Regions from separate parts of the Mus musculus genome. Here region 1 is linked to region 2. The links are chromatin contacts, called in public Hi-C maps. All regions are on one chromosome and are shown on one strand. The core of a region is the stretch at or near the end of the contact, and the rest is flanking DNA. Distances in the headings are between cores, read along the strand shown.

Evidence for each region. A called contact is a pair of places that touch in the nucleus more often than the background predicts.
Region 1: a Hi-C map of pancreatic cancer cells shows a contact between it and region 2, with 2.9 times the contacts expected there. The contact joins the promoter of B230216N24Rik here to the enhancer-like site in region 2. A contact is called at or near these places in 3 of 484 Hi-C or Micro-C datasets (embryonic stem cells, pancreatic cancer cells and trophoblast stem cells), 1 of 115 datasets of contacts at active chromatin or transcription factors (pancreatic cancer cells) and 2 of 9 other capture datasets (adipose tissue and pancreatic islet).

Annotation. Positions count from the first base shown.
Region 1 is chr1:98,045,009-98,049,982 of GRCm38.p6, forward strand. B230216N24Rik (RIKEN cDNA B230216N24 gene) reads right to left here and starts at 2,785. Exons shown (of 3, transcript NR_037993.1): 1 at 2,694-2,785. The region is part of intron 1 of Pam (peptidylglycine alpha-amidating monooxygenase); the gene reads right to left. It overlaps Gm24465 (a small nuclear RNA gene), which reads left to right and starts at 4,814; the gene lies at 4,814-4,920.
Region 2 is chr1:97,916,504-97,921,754 of GRCm38.p6, forward strand. All of the region lies in intron 7 of Pam (peptidylglycine alpha-amidating monooxygenase), which reads right to left. All of the region lies in intron 1 of Gm31771 (a long non-coding RNA gene), which reads left to right. Among named protein-coding and RNA genes, the nearest start is that of Gm31771, 8.0 kb to the left of the region's middle. Within about 2 kb of position 2,163, at least 44 of the 459 cell types and tissues checked have an H3K27ac peak or open chromatin away from gene starts, as enhancers often do. A contact at or near this core is called in pancreatic cancer cells and pancreatic islet, where this site is marked.

The sequences.
Region 1 (4,974 bases), core at 1,535-4,034, 130 kb after region 2:
AGAATTTCGTGTTCTCTATTGGCACAGCTTTATATAAAAAATATCAGATTTGTGAGCTTAATGTTATGCTTCTGAAGTAGGCCGAATAATGGCTCACAAAGATGCTGATGCCCTAAACTTTGGAGTCTCTGAATATGCTATGTTGGCTATATAATGACCATGCAAGTGGCTGAGGTTAAAGGCGTCAACATGGTTAGGCTGTCCTGGGTTATACAAGTGGACCCAAGTTAGGGGATATCACACATCTTTCAAAACAGAAAGCTTTTTTTTTTTCTTGGCTATGGAGAAGCAGAAAGATAGCAGTGCAAAGATCTGTCCTCTCTTGCTTGCTTTGACAATGGGGAAGGGAGGCTATGACCCGGCAAAGCCTTGGAAGCTGTGAGGGCATGGAACTTGATTCTTCCTCAGAGCCTCCTGGAAAAAAATTTCCTCAATTGTGTTGACTTGTAACCAACAGAACTCTAAGGTGAGACATGAGTGCCCTGTAAGCTGTAAGTCCTGTAGTAACTGGGTAGAGCAAATGACGGGAGACTAGATGACCACCTCAGTCATGCTACATAGATCACTTCTTTTAGGGGGAGGGCTAGACACTGACCAGAGAAATATGGTCCTGTTCTAACCTGGGGATCATATGTTCCTGAGAACAGATGGTGCCATATAAAACCTAGAACCTAGGTTAGACGTTGGGGACATGATGTCTTAGAAGGTGCTTTTCTGACTCCTCCCAACATGAGCTTTCAGTCTTCTCTAGATGTTTATTTACACATCTATTTTCTCCATACAATGTCCTGGAATTTTTTTTTTTTTTGGATTTTCTTCCAGTTATCTGTCTTGTGAGAGCCGACATAATCATCTTTCTGCCATGTCTCATGCATATCTCATTTACCTCAAGCTGTCAAGTCTTTAGACTTGGCATCTCCACGCTTCAGCAAGAACAAATGTAACTGTTAAACTTAAAACTTTCATTATGACACGAAAATAAAAGAGACCCTCTCCTAAGGCAATTTTAAAGATCACTCTTCCTGAATAGCCTGGGACTGCTTCTAACTCAAACAGGAAGAAGGCTGGACTCCTGAAGTGTATTTTCCCCAGAGTATGGCTAGCACGGTCAAGTTGGAAAATGACTATTTTCAACTTTTAAAGTTGAAACTGAATATATATTTTAAACTGTGAATTCAGTTAGCTAATGAATTAGGTTGTATTGCTGCAAACATGAGCAGAAAAAAATAAGATAAAATTTAGCATGAAGCGTATTAGTTTTATTTCTAACACAAGCATTATGAGTGTATTTCAATAAGAGATTTTACAAGTATGGTATCAGTTTAGGTTGAGTCAATTTCTTCAACATTTACTCTACTGTAATGTAGATGAATTTGCTTCTACTTATGAGAATCAGTTTCTAATAGCAATTAATGAATAACTTATTAAACACAAGGGCAAGTATAATTTAACACTGTTTTAATATAGTTTCAAGACTGGGAAAATTCAAAGAATAAACACTTATGATACATATGACACATCCTTCAGTTCCAAGGAGCTGAATGTAACTTTTAGTATGGCTTTATACTCTTACAACCATTATTTCTTACTTACTCTTTATAGAAACCTACATCTAGCATTAATGTTCCATTAACATAATTTCCCAGAAACAAATTATATAGACCATATTCCACGGTATTCTAAAAATACAAGACTCTAGAAATAAACAGTCTAAACCACTTCTTGTCCCTGTCAACTAAGCCATGCGCCTGACTTCTATACAGAACAAAGGTTCAGCTTCCTGAAGGATGGGTAGTCTCTGTACGAGCCATTCTCAAGCCCCTGTCCTCTCGCGAAGCTATTTACTAACAGTTAGAAATCACCCTTTTCTACTCTCCTTAAAGCTCACTACCAGATGTACTGAAATTGTTTACTGGGGATCCAGGGAAGGAACCACAGGCAGAATGCGTGGTGTGGTGATGGAGAAGAGAGGTCTATGGATTTCTTGATGAGACAGTTTGGGGGAGAAAAGCTGAAACAGAAAACTAACTTCCAGAAGGGACTCTTCACTCATAGCTCTCCCCCTGACACCATAAGAGACTGCACAGTCCTCTTTGCAGAGATGTGAAGACAAATGCTCAGCCTCAGGAAGGGAGGCATACGTAAGTATTTCATCAAGCACCAAGTTCACTCCTCTGCAATATTAGAAACATATGGAAGTAGGATTGAAGTATGCAATTATGACTGTCAGTAGACACTGAACTTCCGACAATACCTTCCCATATCCTGTTATTATCACTTAAGATGGATAAAATATCAGTAAAAAAATGTATAATTCACATACTTTCTAAGAGCCTTAGCTGCCCTATGACACCTGTAAAAAATATGTTAAGTTTTTTTTTTTTTTATGGAATGCAAACAGTTTAAAAGGAAAGCTATAGTGTGCATGCTGGTTTCGCTTATCAGGGGGTAAGAGGTATTACATTGTGCATTCACAGTGATTTTTATAAGCCCACCCCTACATGTGAACACACATATGCACACATACACATAATATATAGGAAAATTTTAGCCAATCCCCGACAACAGATTTATAGCTTGTTCCTATATATTATGTTTCAGTTAGAAGTATATTTTAGAACACAAGAAACCTAAAGCAAAATAATAGAGACATTTGGTAATTCTTATAATAGTATATTAAACAAAGCACTTACCCTCCATTGCTAATCACACTGGCAGGAGAGCAACAGGAGAGGGGCTTTATTGTGGGATGAATCATCCCCACGTAGATGCTCTGAGCAACCCGTGTATGCATACTGACATCATCAGGAGAGACTTGGAGGCAGAGGCTACTATGGTAACGGAGCAATGTGCTGGGAGACAGCCGCCTTTAATTGCTTTAACAACTTCCTGGGGCTCAAGCGACCAGGCTTGGATTTGCTAAGTAGGAAAGGAAGGTTGTCACAGAGGCAGCAACTGTGACGCAGAGCAGAAGAACTCAGTGAATTCTGGAATTACTAATTTCAGCATGACTTCTTAATGGCAAATGTCATTACACCGTTCCATTGGCAACATCCTTTTCACACACAGAGCTCTAAGGAAGGCATAGGTCAATACCCAATGCTCCGAGGTAACAGAAGTCTAGCTTCATATATAATTCTCTCACTTAACAAGCATTAATATTATTGCATTACAAATATCCTTTTCCTTGAGAGTGAATGCTTGATTCACTTTGAAAAGAAAGCCCACATCTGTGCCTTAGGATGTCTGCATGCTGATAACAATGACAACTGATTCTTTCTATTTATTTCTCTGGAAGGTGGCAGCTGTGGGTCCATTAATCTCTGAGCTCCACTAAATCCTTGCCAACAGGTCACTTATGCAGAAAACACCTCCAGGGAAATGGCTAGTTATTACACCCTGATAAAATCAGCCAGGAAAGCAGGACTTGATGCTACAGTTTTCTTGGTGAAGTCGTCTGTGTCAAAGGCAGAATAAATTCTATTGTAATGATGCCCTTCCCTGGAAAGCCACACAGAACATAAAGCTTTCCTTTGAACTCTTTGTTCTTCCTTGCCTCTGCCACCCATGCTGAAGAGAACACAAGCCCTTTTAACAACACCAGGTTTAGAGTAATTGCTGAAAATAACCATGTGCCAGCGTCAAACTGAGGCTATAATGATATCCTCTGCTTATCTGATCGGTTGCAACACTTTAATAAGTATATAATTTATCATCTGTAGTATGAAAACTATTGTTTTCTCTCCCGTGCATATTTGATTGACATGTTTTTCAACAATACCGGGATCTAATTTTTATTGTAACTACTGCAATTGTAAGGATAAGCAAGAAAGTGGGCAGGTCTTCCTTAAGACAGTCACAGCACAATATAAACTGAAGGTTGTCACTCTGTACTATATACTTAGATCTTAGCTCTTTCAAAGGCACTATTATTATCTCTATTTCAATTTAGATGATGCCACGCCTGCCTCTTAATGTTTCCTTTGTAAGTAAACAGTTTACAAATGTCTAACCAGACCAGTGGCTTCAAAAACAGTAAATGGAATAGAACAGTACCAATTTCCAATCTGAAAAAAATATAGAGGTTTTTTTTGAACCTAATTGACAAGTTGGGGGGTTCTCACTCCTGTAGAGCTTGAGAAAAAATGAGAGCAGAATTGTAACATGTAGTCTCAGGAAAACATAGCATGCCATTAAGTCAGTTAACGAGAGAGAGCTTTCCAATCAAGCTTCCGTTCTTTCATCTGTGCTTTCTGAGATCCTGTTTGAAAAGCAAAACAGACCAAGTTCAGCAAGATGGTAGGTAAGCAGGAGTACTACTGAGAGCCAAGGAGATGGCTGGTCAAGTCTGTTGCTTGATACTGAGCTCTGACAACCTGAGCATCCCAGACCTGTATGGTGGAAGGAGAGAGCCAACTCCTGAAAACTGTTATCTTGCTTCCTTGCTTTCACATGCATGCTATAGCATGCACACGTGCTCATGTGCATGTACACACCATATACACTAAGTATAAAAAACATATTGCTCTACACATATGGCATGATTTAAAAAAAAAAAACCCACAACAACAACATCTGTTGGATTGAGGATATAGCTGATAGGTAGAATGCTTGTGTAATATTCATGAGGGCCTCTGAATTCAATCCCTCGTGCTCATAACTGTGTGTGCCAGCTCATCTTTGTAATCCCAGAAATCAGGAGGTAAATCAGGAGGCTCAGTAGTTCAAGGTCATTGAAGCTAGCCTGACCTTTATAAAATCACATCTCAAACTGTTTCTGTTTATATGAATATACACTGAAAAGTATCTAGAAGTGCTCACTTTGGCAGCACATATACTAAAATTGGAACAATACAGAGACGATTAGCATGGCCCCTGCGCAAGGATGGCATGCAAATTTGTTAAGCATTCCATAGTTTTCAGTCCCATGGAGGGAGCAGCAGTGTCAACAGGCCAGACTCCCTGCCCCGCCTC
Region 2 (5,251 bases), core at 913-3,412:
CCCAATACCCCTGTGGCCATAACGTTGCAAGAGCTGGAGATAGCTGGAACCAGGGGAATTAGAATTCTTTTCAAATCCTGTTTCACTTCATGCTGCCGCTCCTACCATCCCTACGCACTTGCTCTGTTCCTTCAGTGTGGCAAAGCAGCTTCCTCTTGGATGTGCATGCATTTGTGCACCTACTGACTATGCTTGGGGGGCATTCATTGTCTAAAACTAAGAGAAGGAGAAGCCACACCTGGATGGATCACTGGCATGGTGGAAAAAACTGGAGAGCGCGGAAAAGCCTAGTCTGAAGGCAACCAAGTCCAGACTTTCATGTTGCCATAATTTTATACAGACAGCTCCCCACAGAGGTTCCAACTCCATTAACTTTACATTCACAGAGAAGCTAAATGAAATGAAACGTAGGCGCCAAGCGACCAAATCTAAAGCTCAAAATTAGAATACGGGAGAAGGGTTGCTATAGGAAACCAGTCTTACAGGTTAAAAACCTTCTAAAGTACACGTGACTGGGGCCCAGAGGGATGGCTCAGTGGGTGACAGCATGAGCTGCTCTTGCAGGGTACCCCAGTTTGGTTCTCAGCATATTGAGTGCCTCACAGGGACCCAATGCTCTCTGCTGGCCTCCAAAGGCAGCTGCAATCACATGCATCTACCCTGAGAGAGAGACACACTATACTAAAATAATAAAGTAGGCATGATCATGGTTGTTTTACAGTCCCCTCGTTTACCTGCTTACATTATTAGGTAATGTAATTATTCTTTTAACTATTCTTTTATTTGCACATACTTTTATTTTACAGGAAATTACATAAAGACATGTACTTAATCTTTGCCTGCATGGAATGCATTATTGGAAATGACATAAGCATTTAAGTTGTAGTTTGACAACAAAGGAAGAGGGAAGCAAGTAGACTCCATCAATATGCCCAGATCCATGGCAAAAGCCTCTGTACTGTCATAGCACAAGAGTTACTGTTTGGCAAGCTACACCAAAATCATGAAGAAAAGTACAGAGTGGGTAAGAAGATTTTGAGTTAACAGTTATGGTCAATAGGCTTCATATTGGCATTTACAGTAGGCATATGACACACCATATCTGATTTAACTTCAAAAACACATCATATATTCTGTGATGACATCTAGCCAATTTTTTTTTAACTTAAAATTTTACCTAATTACATTGCGTGCTTGTTTCTCTTTGCACATGAAACAGATGCCTTAGAGGTCAGGCTGAATACAGAGTTACAGGCTACTGTAAGCTGCCTGATGTTGATGCTGGGAACAGATCTACATGTCTCTGCCAGGGCAGCACAGGCTCCTACATGCTGAGCTTTCTCAGGGTCCCTATGTAAAATGTTTTATAGTATTTAGTGGGCTGAAACTTGGGCTTTCTAGAAAATGTTGCTATTTTAAAATGATCACACCATGATACACTGTAGCTTATAGGTGAGATTTTAAAAAATATTTTTATTTTCTTTGGGGTGGAATTGGCAAAGGTAGAGGGTAAATATGAAGGAATGGAGAGATGAGTGGGACTTGAGTGCATGATGTGAAATTTAGAAAGAATCAATAAAAGGCGGGAAAAAAAATAAATGAATGATGATTCCTGAAGTGCTCTCATGAAAGTTGTATGATCCAATTTTACTCATATAAGTCAGAAATTTAGAAACTTTTTTTTTTAGGGTTCACATTAAGAAGAGTTAAAAAGATTTCTAGATTTAATTTCTTTAATTTAGCATATAGGAATTAGCTCACGTCACTCTCAGGAAAACGAATCTTTACCTATACTCTCAAGACCATGCTAAACTGTAGGAAGTCCAGGTGTACTTTTGAGGACTGTGAAACAGGAAACACTGCATCATTAGTACATGTCTCACAACAGTGACTGATGTGCACAGCTGAACTGTAAATAATCAAAGCTGCTCAGGGATCAGAAACCACCACACAGGAGGAACATCGCTTACAACACTGATGGACAGTGAGTGCCGTATATGTGTCTAGACCCTTGAAAAATAGCACGTGTCCCTTCTACATTGTGGACAGTTATAGCCAAAGATTCTGTATCCCCTTGTTTCTATGGACTGTAATGAACGCAGCTAAGGTGGAGTGAGTGCTCATCCGAGAAGTCTGCGGCCTCCTGCGCACACACTTCTGTGTTTGCACTAGTGCTAGAGTAAACACTGGCTGGCAGGAAGGGCGGCACATCCTGCTTCAGCACAGGCCTGCCTGTGAGTGGCATTTAAAAAAGCCAGCTGTTTTTAGATGGAGTGTTTACCGCTTCATATTTGGTGTAATTTACAAAGCACACAACCATTGTGTATACTCTCACAGAGCTCACAGCCTGTCTTTTTCCCTACTGCTAGAGATCACAGTCCCAGACTTTCTGGCTTCAAGGTTATATTCTCTGATTGTCTAGGATCCCACAAGTTTAAGGAGGCACTTCACCTGCATTGAGGGAGGTTTTTTTGTTTGTTTTGCTTTTTTTTTTTTTTTTTTTTTGCTTTTTTTTGAAATAGTTTTTTTTTTTAAAGATTTATTTTATGTATATGAGTACACTGTTGCTATCTTGAGACACACCAGAAGAGGGCATCCTATCCCATTACAGGTGGTTGTGAGCCACCATGTGGTTGCTGGGAATTGAACTCAGGACCTCTGGAAAAGCAGTCAGTGCTCTTAAGCACTGAGCCATCTCTCCAGCCCTATTTTGTTGTTGTTGTTGTTGTTGTTGTTGTTGTTGTTGTTTAAACAAGTCAATTCTGTAAATGGAAAAATACTCACTTAAGCCAAATATGTTCCCACTTTTCAGTAGGAAACAGAAATTTCCTGGGTGATACATGAGAGTTCATATCACTTATATACATAAAATATGCCTAGTTTTTATGTTACAAAGGTAAAGTCTTCACTGACTTCATTGGTATCCAAGTACTGACACTGTGTACACTAGTGTATCCAAGTACTGACACTGTGTACACTAGTGTATCCAAGTACTGACACTGTGTACACTAGTGTATCCAAGTACTGACACTGTGTACACTAGTGTATCCAAGTACTGACACTGTGTACACTAGTGTATCCAAGTACTGACACTGTGTACACTAGTGTATCCAAGTACTGACACTGTGTACACTAGTGTATCCAAGTACTGACACTGTGTACACTAGTGTATCCAAGTACTGACACTGTATACACTAGTGTATCCAAGTACTGACAATGTGTACACTAGTGTATCCAAGTACTGACACTGTGTACACTAGTGTATCCAAGTACTGACACTGTATACACTAGTGTATCCAAGTACTGACACTGTGTACACTAGTGTACTTGTATGCACAGTTACACAGACATAACACCTGTACTTAATGTGCTTTAATAAACAGAGGATGTTGTTTTCTCCTCTTCTGATTGTTTATGGAGAGAAGTAAAAGACCCTACATAGAACCTAGTTCAACATAAATGACTCCTTGGGGAATTCATATGGGCCTGAGTCCATCCGCGTGCACAAAGACCTGCTGACAGACAGCTGATGTGGTGGGGGCACAGAGCATTCAGGAGCACAGCCTTAGGAGAAATATGCTGATTCTTTTTTGGAATGAAAATTGTATTGTAAAGACAGCGATTATCATTTTTTTTCAAAACTTGGTGTAATTTACAAAGCCTTTTCTTTGTAAAGGCAACCTATTCTTATTATAGTCTCCTTTGTTCCTTACAATCCTCCTAAACACATAAGCAGACATAAAGTCTATATAGTCTGTTTAAATGTTATTTACTTTTATATGGCTAATTGTCAGTTTTTCATATTAACAGTTTTTAATGGTAAAATTTGAACCTCATTTTAAAAATGTCTAATCATTTAGAAAAGTTCTACTTCTAAATGAGATGTTTTTAGGAAATGGAAAAAGTGCTTTTCAAAACAGTATATTAGTTTCTAAAGCCTCCTAAACTGCACTGTGGTTACCAAAGTCTGATAGTCTTGAGTTTTATAATTCAATTTCTATCCATCCCCAATTGAATAAATGTAAAGCATCTATTTCATTATTTCAATGAGATCTGATACTCTCCCATGTGCTTACTTAATGTTCTATACCATCTAACACGTAAGGGACAAGATAATATCTAATGGCATTGACTGGATTATGAGAATTATTCCTTACACGTTTCTATCAGAGTAGTGATATACTATTTTTGGTTATAGTAAAGCTCTGTGAATATTAATGCTAGCAGTCCCTCTACTTTTTATATAGCTTCTTCTGGAAAAACTCTTCTAGAAAAGAGAAAAAAATTACTACATAAAATTTCTCATCTGTCTCCTACAGTAAGAATAATTATATGCTTATATATTAAAGTATCAGTACATTATTACCCTACTATTAAACATGAATTATATAAATGAACTCATCAGTAAGAAATTAAATTATTCAAGCTTTGTGTTTGCTAGCAGCAGTGCCTATTATCCATTTCCTCTGAGAAATGCAGGCAGCCTCTGTCAGGAGTTCTAGAAAAATCTATGAGGAATTATGTTGACAGTAAAGTTCAGCGTCTACAGAGGGAAAAAGACTCTGATTTGCGTGTATGTGTGTGTGCTGAGCGAGTCTAGCTGTGGGACTCAGGGACGACCTGCTTGCCATTACCACAAGAAGTTCCTCAGTTTCACTAGCAGCATCAGACGCTGCACGTCCGACTGATGGCAAACACAGCATTCCAGAGCAAATGGTTGCTGGCTCTGTTGCTCAAACACAAACATTATTTTATTCCTTTGATTTAGGTAAAACCTTGTCTCAGCAATCTCCATGCTGGCAGTTTAGAATTAAGTTCTGGTTCCGAGATGAACAACTGTCTTGTTAGAGCTGGAGTTATTTCTTTTAATATAAACACCAATTTTATTTGTAAGCTAGTTTCATACACTGGTCTGTAGGCTCTTGCTTACCTAGTGATATGTCTAATGAAAAGTTTTCAGTTACATAAAATTATTCCTTTCGATGTAATTTGATAGAGGAAGATGTTATAGTGATCCAGTTCTGGGGCCTGAGAACCTGCACCACCACAAGGGGCTCTTTCAAGAAAAAATCTAGAACAGTGTTTCTCAACCTGTGAGTCATGACCCCTTGGGGGTCGGTAGGCGTTGAATGACCTTTCAAGGGGTCACATATCAGTTATCCTGTGTATCAGATATTTACATTAAAATTCATAACAGTAGCAAAATTACAGACACGAAGTAGCAACAAAATAATGTTACTGTTGGGTTCAT